Regions from separate parts of the Triticum aestivum genome. Here region 2 is linked to region 1. Evidence: chromatin contacts called from public Hi-C data. All regions are on one chromosome and are shown on one strand. Each heading gives the region's core, a stretch centred on a gene start, on an enhancer-like site or on the middle of the called end of the contact. The rest is flanking DNA. Distances are from core to core; before and after follow the strand shown.

What was found. Hi-C and Micro-C count contacts between places; a contact is called where the count stands out from the background.
Region 2: a Hi-C map of leaf shows a contact between it and region 1, with 5 times the contacts expected there. The contact joins the enhancer-like site here to the promoter of LOC123055293 in region 1. A contact is called at or near these places in 2 of 5 Hi-C or Micro-C datasets (both in leaf).

The regions. Positions count from the first base shown.
Region 1 is chr2D:642,667,373-642,672,124 of IWGSC CS RefSeq v2.1, reverse strand. It overlaps LOC123055293 (FT-interacting protein 7), which reads left to right and starts at 2,327. Exons shown (of 2, transcript XM_044479289.1): 1 at 2,327-2,581; 2 at 3,466-4,752. The coding sequence starts at 3,500.
Region 2 is chr2D:642,780,087-642,784,838 of IWGSC CS RefSeq v2.1, reverse strand. No RefSeq gene overlaps it. Among protein-coding and RNA genes, the nearest start is that of LOC123055296, 31 kb to the left of the region's middle. Within about 2 kb of position 2,533, at least 6 of the 8 cell types and tissues checked have an H3K27ac peak or open chromatin away from gene starts, as enhancers often do. A contact at or near this core is called in leaf, where this site is marked.

The DNA.
Region 1 (4,752 bases), core at 1,078-3,577:
CGCTCGTTGCTATGCTTCTCCTAGATAGATCTTGCGTGATCGTAGGATTTTTTTTTTGAAATTCTACGTTCCCAACACATTTCGCACTTGATGAATGCTTGTAAACCATAATCGTGTAGGAGGCGTTCTTGTCGAACATGATCAATGACAATGAAGATCCGATCGAAATGGAATAGGAATTGGAGGCCACCACCGCATTTGAAGTTGGGACAACATCCGATCCCAATCCGAGCAAGAAGAAGAAGACCAAGACGCCGAAGGCAAGAGGTCCGACATTCTCAAGATTTGAGGACATCTTGTTGGTCAAAAATTGGTTGGACACAATGTTAGATCCAATATGTGGCACCGAGCAAAAGGGGAACACGTATTGGACGAAGATTTGGAAGGGGTATCACGAACAAAAGGAGTATGTGAAGCCACATCCTATCATGACCACCCGCAATGTGGCATCTCTCCAACATCGTTAGGGGATCATTCAAGGGGAAGTGAACAAGTACGTCGGCTACTACTCACAAGTGACCAAACGCCCTTAAAGTGGGATGGGAGTCGCAACTCACGCAAGCTCAATTTCTTCATCTTGTCGTCATTTGCATATGCTTCTTGTGTTTGCGTTCTCGTGCTCATACATATGTTGTTTGCTAGACGGTGGTTGCGGCCACTTTGTATCACGAGGTGGAGAAGAAGCCATTTGCTTTTAGCCATTGTTGGGTCATATTGAGTGGCAAGCTAAAGTGGAACCAACTTGTGGCCGATCTCAAGTCCGGCAAGAAGAGGAATGATGGCTCAAGCTCCAACCAATCAATTGGCTTGGACGATGAAGAGGGTGATGTTGTCATGACGAATGAAAAAGCCACCGTGCCAAAGGATAACCGCCAAGTCACGTGAAACAAGTAGGAGAAGGCACGTGCCGTCCGTGATGCCGCGGCTACCAAAATGCCGTCCACATGGACATGCATTTTTTCTGTGAGGGAGAACAAGAAGTAGGAGAGGTACAAGCTCATGTTGGATGCGCAAAAAGAAAGGATGTAGTGGGGCTGGAAGAGGACGGAGAAGAAGCTCGAAATTGAGAGGGAGAAGATCGAGTTGGAGAAGGAACAAACGACGATCAAATGGAAACTTGAGAAGACCAAGACATTTGGTGACATAGAGCTTGAGAAATGAGAGGTTGCAACTCGCACGGGACGTGGAAGATGCGATGATCATGTTGGCGGACAAAACCCTCTTGGATGAGCATGCAAAAAAGTGTCTTGCGGACAAGAAGATAGAGATCAATGACCGTAGGAAGTACGAGGCGGCGAGGGCGGATGCGGCCCGGATGCAAGCGGAGGAAGCAGCCCGGATGCAGGCAGAGAAGGACGAGCAAGACGCATTCCGCCTGGAGCACGACGCATTCCGCTCGGAGCAGGCGCCCGACCAATGATCCGAGGCCATCCGTCACGGTCGGACATTGATTTCATTTTGGCATGTCTGGTTTGTTGAGCTAGGATTTGCTTTGCTTTGTTTCGAACTTTGAAAATCGAACAATTTATATCGTATGATCGATGTGATGGATTGCATGGATTTAAGGATCGGAATTTGCAGTATGTGGATGTGGGCCGCAACATTTGAAGGATGTTCGGTCAGTGCCCGTGGTGTTTGAGTAGCTGGATTTGCCAAGTCCGGCTAAGCTTTGATAACTTGGACCAATTGTGGAGGCAGTACTACACACCATAGCGTAGCACTGTGAGTATTTAACAAAAAACTACCACATTTCGTGAAAACGTGCCTACAAACTACCACTTTGTAAATTTGTGCCGAAAACTACCACTTTCTCATTAATCCTTGACTAAAAACTACCATGTCTGAAACGCGTCCAGCCCGCTTATGTGTGGGCCCAACCGGTCAGAAACGCGTTTAAAAGAGCCAAATCGGGCTCTTTTCAGACATGATAGTTTTTAGTCAAGGATTAATGAGAAAGCGATAGTTTTCCGCACAAATTTATAGAGTCGTAGTTTGTAGGCACGTTTCCACGAAACGTGGTAGTTTAAAAAAAAAACTAGCATGCCAAGTCAGACCCAACGGGCCAGCTGCCGTCCGTTGGTCAAGTCAGACCCAACGGGCCCGCAGCTATTTCGAATTCCGACGAGAGGCAGGCAAAACAAGGGAAAGAGGCGAGAAATTGCGTCGCAAAGAGCCCGAGGCGAGCCTGAACCCGAAACCGACGCGGCGCGGCGCACGAGGACGAGGACGAGGACGAGGACGGCGACCGACCCACGCCTCCCCCACCCACGCGTCTCCGCTCTCCTCCTCCTCCTCTTGACTCCACGCAAGAGAGCCCTCCTCCTCCTCACTCGCTCACACCCAACGCAAAGCTCCCGTCTTTCCCCCGCACGCCACGCAAAACCCAGCCAGACCCTCCGCCCCCGCCCCCGCCTCCGCCTCCCCCGAATCCCCTCCTCCGTCGGCCGCCCTCCCGTACGGCCCCCCCTACCTGACGGACAGCATGGCGGCGGACTGAAGCGCGCTCGCGGCTCCGTCGGCCGGCGCTCTCGGGCTGCATTGGGCCAGATCCGCCCGGATCTGGGCGTCTCCAGCTCCAGAGGTGAGCCCCGGCCCTCGCCCCTCTCCGCCCCGCCTCGATTCGCAGTGTCCGCTCGCCGCCGGTGCGCCGAATCCCGGGGTTTCTCGGGGGTTTATTAAGGCCCCGCCGCGTTCGCTGCGCGGCGGAAAGTAAACCCAGAGCGCCAGCGGCCCTTTTGCATATGCCTGCGGATCCATTAGGTGCGGCGCTGCCGTGCTAAATCCACGAATCGCCCTTTGATTCTGTGATTCAATAATAAACTAGTCTGGCTTTTCGCCAAAAGGTTGATGCGCTTGTCGTGGCTCCCTGATTCGGGAATTTATTTTTTTATTTGCTGCTTATCCACAGGTTAGATCTGTGTGCGTATGTCGCCTTCAGCTCTGATGTGAGCTCCGATGCGTCGCAGTCTGTCTGAGGCCAGCGTTAGAGGTTGTTTGCTGACTTGGATGCAAATTTAGTTTAGTCCTGTGGATTGGATGTCTAGGCTTGATGTGGACTGCTCCTGCCGAGATTCTCATTTCATCATGCAAATAGAAATAATGCCGCACCCTTTGGGGAGCCGGAGCACACTGGTTCTTCTGTAGATCAGGGGCGATCTATGGAGTGGGTGGTTATGCGAGTGCGATTGCGACGCTTTAGTGATTTGCAGCATATACGTTTTTCTTGTTAAGCCTGGGTTTTATTCTTATTTGGATGTGACACTCAAGTTTGTAGCATCTGCCATGGTGCTACCTAACTGCTTTTTCTTTATATGTATGCTTATTTGGCCGTGCCAGATAAAATGCTGCATTTGCCAGGGTGCTACCTAACCGTGTTCTACTTTTTATGTATGCTTATTTGGCTGTGGTGGCCACTTTGTAGCATTTGGTAGTGGCGCTAACTGTGCTTTTCTTTCATGTGTGCAGAACAGAGCAGTAGATCACAACATCACCAGAAGCCATGGCGTCGTATAAGCTGGGTGTGGAGGTCGCAAGCGCTCATGACCTCATGCCCAAGGACGGGCAAGGTTCTGCCAGCGCCTGCGTCGAGCTTACCTTTGATGGTCAGCGGTTCCGCACGGCCATCAAGGAGAAGGACCTGAACCCCGTCTGGAACGAGCGCTTCTACTTCAACGTCTCTGATCCAACAAATCTTCCCGAGCTCGCTCTTGAAGCATATGTCTACAACATCCACAAGTCTGTCGAAGGCTCCAGGTCATTCCTTGGCAAGGTCAGGATCGCTGGGACCTCATTCGTGCCCTTCACCGATGCTGTCATCATGCACTATCCACTGGAGAAGCGTGGGATGTTCTCCCGTGTCAAGGGGGAATTGGGCCTCAAAGTATACATCACAAATGACCCCTCCATCAGGGCTTCCAACCCTCTTCCTGCAATGGACCCTGTTTTGAACAATACTCCTCCAACTCAAGCTGAGCAGATTGCTGCTGATATAACCGGTACTAATCTGAATGCTTCTCAGCGCCATCAGGAGCACAGGCATGATGAAGTGAGAACCTTGCATACCATAGCTAAGGACGTACAGCATCATCAGCACCATGGCCATCTTCCAGCCTCTTTTGCTGAGCAACCCTCCAACTCCAAGTATGGTGTTGAGCAAATGAAACCTCAACCTCAACAGCCCAAGATGGTCAGGATGTATTCAGCTGCCTCCCAGCAGCCCATGGACTATGCACTTAAAGAAACCAGCCCCTTTCTCGGTGGTGGACAGATTGTTGGTGGTCGGGTTATTGGTGGTGAGAAGCATGCTAGTACCTATGACTTAGTGGAGAGAATGCAGTATCTGTTTGTGCGTGTGGTCAAGGCACGGGACTTGCCTAACATGGACATCACTGGGAGCCTGGATCCTTTTGTGGAAGTGAGAGTTGGAAACTACAGGGGCATAACCAAGCACTTTGAGAAGCAGAGGAACCCTGAGTGGAATGCTGTCTTTGCTTTCTCTAGAGAACGCATGCAGGCCTCTGTCATTGAAGTGTTGGTCAAAGACAAAGATCTTGTCAGGGATGATTTTGTTGGCATGGTGCGTTTCGATCTGAATGATGTGCCAGTACGTGTGCCCCCTGACAGTCCACTGGCTCCAGAATGGTACCGGCTTGTTCATAAGGATGGGGACAAGTCAAGGGGTGAGCTGATGCTGGCGGTTTGGATTGGCACCCAAGCTGACGAGGCATTTCCTGATGCATGGCATTCAGATGC
Region 2 (4,752 bases), core at 1,284-3,783, 110 kb before region 1:
TTCTCATACACATTCTACATTTTATATACATGATTAACTTTTTTGAAAATATACTTTATGTCTACTTTTCTCATACACATTCTATATTTTTTACATAAATCAGTCACATTTTTCTTTATACATGTTTAACATTTTTTGTATACCTGTTTAACATTTTTGTAATACATAAATAATTTTGTGATTTAAACATATACTCCCTCCGTTCCAAAATAGAAGACCCAACCTTTGTACTAATTTTTAGTACAAAGTTGGGTCATCTATTTTGGAACGGAGGGAGTATTTGTTATGTCTACTTGTTCCATGCGCATTATACTTTTTCTGTATACATCAGGAACATTTTCCATATACATTTTTTAATATAAGTTAAATATTTTTAAAATACATAATATTTTTTAAATACATGATTAACTTAAACATTGTTATATATTTTCGTTGTCTAGATTTTCTTGATATGCATTATACATTTTTGGTATAAATCATAGACATTTTTTAATACACGTTTAATATTTGAAAACGCATAACTAACATTTTTGAATTAAATTAAATGATTCACATTTTGAAAGCATATATTTTTATGTCCACTTTTCCATACACATTGTGCATTTTGAAAACATTTTTATACACGATTAGCATTTGTAAAATGCATGGCTAACATTTTCCATTTATGTATGTACAATGTTTTTGACAATAGAGATGTTTATAATTGTTCGAAATATAAGCAAAAGGGAAAAAATATAAACTGTAAAAAGGAAGAAATTCGTGTTTTTGTTTTTTCACCTGTTTTCTTCGGTTCTTTTCTTTATTTTAATTATTTTTTTTCTATTTTTTTCACTGGTTTTTATTGTTTTCCTCAGTTTTGACTAGTTTTCCCTTCTCTTTCTATTCTTCTTCGTTTTACTTATTTCTTTTCTTTGGGTTTCAAAGTTTTTATTTGTTTCGCTTTCTTTTCACTGTTTTGATCCTGATTTTTGTTTGAATTTTCTGTCGTTTTATGTTTTTTCTTAATGCTTCTAATCGGTTTTTGGAATCTCCGAGACTGTTTCTTGTTCTTTGTTTTTTATGTTTTCAATATTTAACTGTGTTTTCCTTGTTCCTTTGTCGGTTTTCTAAATTTATTCTTTTTCTTTTGGTATAAAATATGAACATTTTTCTAATAAATTAATTAATATTTCTTAATACATACTTTTCGATGTCTAAATTTTTGGCTTATACATTATATTTGATTTGTAGACATAAGGAACATCGTTCAGGTATGCCTTTAACATTTGCCTAATTTTCTCATATACATTCTGTATTTTGCTTTTACACCAGGAACATTTTCTATATACACGTTTGACATTCTTTGTTTTCTTTCTTTTCACCGTTTTCCCCGATTATTTTGGATATTTTCTTTGGTTTTTATGTTTTTGGAACCATTGAGATTGTTTTCTTGTTCATAGTTTTTATGTTTTCATTATTTTTCTTCATTTTCTTCGTTTAATGGCCAGTTTTCTTCTTCTTCTTATTATTATTTTTGTTCTTTTTGTATAAAGCATGAACATTTTTCTAATACATTGCTTATTATTTCTGAATACATACTCTTTGATGTCTACATATTTGGCATATCCATTGTATATTTTTTGTAGACATCAGGAACATTTTTCATATATGCATTTAACATTTTTCATATACATGTTTAACATTTTTCTAAATCCATTAATATTTTTTTAGAATATAGATATTTTGATGTCTAACTTTGTCATATTCATTCTGGATTTTGTGTTTACATCACGAACATTTTCTATATACACGTATAATTTTTTCGTATACACATTTAACATTTTTCTAATAGATGATTATTTTAAAAATATATGTTTTATGTCTGTTTTTCTCATACACATTGTATATCATTTCTATACACGAGGAACATTTTTTATACACACATTTAACATTTTGTAATTTATGATTAATTTTTTGGTTGAAAAAATATTTTTATGGCTACTTTTTCCATACACATTCTACATTTACGCATACATGAGGAATATGTTTCAATATACATGATTAAATTTATGGTTAAACATATATTTATTATGTCTACTTTTTCCGGACACATTCTACATTTTCCGCATACATGATTACCATTTTTGAAATACTTGATTAACTTTTTAAACATCTATGTTTTTGATGTTTAGAGTTTTTGATGCACATAGTACATTCTTGGAATACATCTTAAATGGAGTATATTTTAATACATGCTTCAAATTTTCAAACACATATTTATGTTTTTTTAAATAAATGGTATTGGTTTAGAACACATATATATTTTTATTTCTTCTTTTTATACAAGATTATCATTTTAAAAAATGATTGATTAACACTATTCATTTTGGTATGTACGGTGATTTTGATAATAGATATATTTACCCATTTTCGAAATATAAGCAATAGAGAAAAACATAAAGCAATAATGTGAAGCACTGCCTACCTGGGCCAGCACATTTATGGCGAACCATGACGTGAGTGAGCGCTAACGCTCGCGTCAAGCAATACATAGCCGCGTCCCTTAAAACTGGCGTCACTGCTTACACCCTAGCCCAGGGAATCCTATACGGCGCTAATGCCCTGGCCCAATTTCTGGTTCCTTTCCTTTCGCTTTTTCTTTCCTTTTTCTTCTTTTATGTTTATTATCATTCCCTTTTATTTTAATTTTTCTTTTAATTTTTAATTTTTATTTCTCTTTCTTCTTTTTTAATTTTACACTTTTTCGTGCGAATTTTCTTATCAAATTCGCGAACATTTTGTTCATCGAATTCAAAAAAATTGTTAATTGAAGTAAAAATTGTTAATTGAAGTAAAAAACATTCATTAGAATTTTTTTGAATTCATGAACTCTTTTTGACAATTAAAAATTCATAATTTGTTGAAATATTAGAACCTTTTTTTGTAATCCCGAATTATTTGAACATAGAATAAAATAAAAACATAATAAAAAAAGAAAAATTAAAGAAAAAAAGGGGCGCCAAAGCCCATCAAATGGGCCGGCGAACTGACACGCCAGGGGAAGTGTTGAGTGCGCGTCCGCACGATCCCTGGCGCGCACCGCGCTATATAGGAGGCTCCGCTAGGCTGTAGGCTCCATTAATTTGGTGCTTGTTCAGCTCGGCGATACTAGGCCTAGATTGCACCCTCCAGTCCAATTATAGGGCCAAGAATCAGCATAGGAACCGTCATATTAAGGTTTTAATTTTGAAGGAAGAAAATGAGAGCAACTAGTTGAAAAGTACTCCTTTGGGAGTTCCGCACATGTCACTTGGTGTGGGCCGGGAGCGTGCCACTTGGCGCGCTCTCAGCCGCCGCCACGTGCTGCGCTCTGGGCGCTTCTAACGGATTCTTTTATTTTTCTGTACATGTTTTTGGCTTTTAGATGATTTTTGTGGTTTTTTGATTTTCTATTTTTGCAAGGATTTTCTTACAATTTGGAAATTATTTTTGTGTGTGAATAAATTTGTTTCCTTTTTTCTCCTTCCACGAGATGCACAAATTTACTTTTTGTGCAGGCAAGGATTTGCTTCCGCGAGAGGCGCAGTCGTGCCTCTCGAAAAGGAAAAACACACGTTTTTTCTCTTTCCACGAGAGACACGGATTTACTTCGCGTGGAGGCATGAATTTGCTTCCGCGATAGGCACGGTCGTGCCTGTTGGAAAGGAAAAAACATGTTTTCTTTCCTCTTTCCGCGAGAGGCACAGATTTACTTCGCTTGGAGGCACGAATTTGCTTCCGCGAGAGGCACGATCGTACTTGTCGAAAAGGAAAAAAAATGCGTTTTTTTTGTCGTTCCGCGAGAGGCACATATTTACTTCTCGTGGAGGCACGGATTTGGTTCCGCGAGAGGCACGATCTTGCCTCTCAGAAAAGGAAAAAAGGCGTTTTTTTGTTCCACGAGAGGTTCGGATTTACTTCTCATGGAGGCATGAATTTGTTTCCGCGAGCGGGACGGTCATGCCTCTCGGAAAGAAAAAAAAACCCATTTTATTTATTTTTGTTCCGCGAGAGGCATGGATTGATTCTCGTGGAGGCATAGATTTGCTTCCCCGAGAGGCACGGCCGTGCCTCTCGGAAAAGGAAAAAACAATGCCTCCTCGGAAAGTGAAAAAAAAATGCTTCCGGTTTGTTTTTTTTGTTCTTTTTACGTCAAAACAAAAGTTCATCGAAACCTATCAACATGAGATCTAGTTTTAAAGATCTCGACGCGATGGATCGAACGGTGAAAAGGGTTCGAGATTTGGACGCACGGTTTGAGAGATAAAACACTTTTAATAAACGAATCTGCGGAAAAAGAAAAACTCTCAGGTTGCGACAATTGATAGCGTGCCACTTGTCGCAACCTGGCAATGTGGGAGTGATATTTGGAATGAGTACTCTTTAATTAGTGATTTATTCAGGGGAAAATGAGCGATTAAAAATTAGCTCGAGATGGGAGGTATCAAACCCTTGCCTCTTGCATGCACTAACCAAGCTCTCTACAATTTGAGCTACAACCCCATGCACAAATATTCCACTAATCCAACCATTCAATATACTATAATTTGTTTTGCTGATTGTGCTGCCGGTGTTAGAGGTGCACGTTTTTTCTTTCTTTCTTGAGACACATGTTGCAGTACTTAATTGGTGCTAGTAGACAGAGCAGGACGATGGGAGCTCATCATTCATGGCGAAGATTCTTCTGGCTGGGAATTGTCTGCTTTGCAAAGTTCGATCAGAGGTTCGGAATAA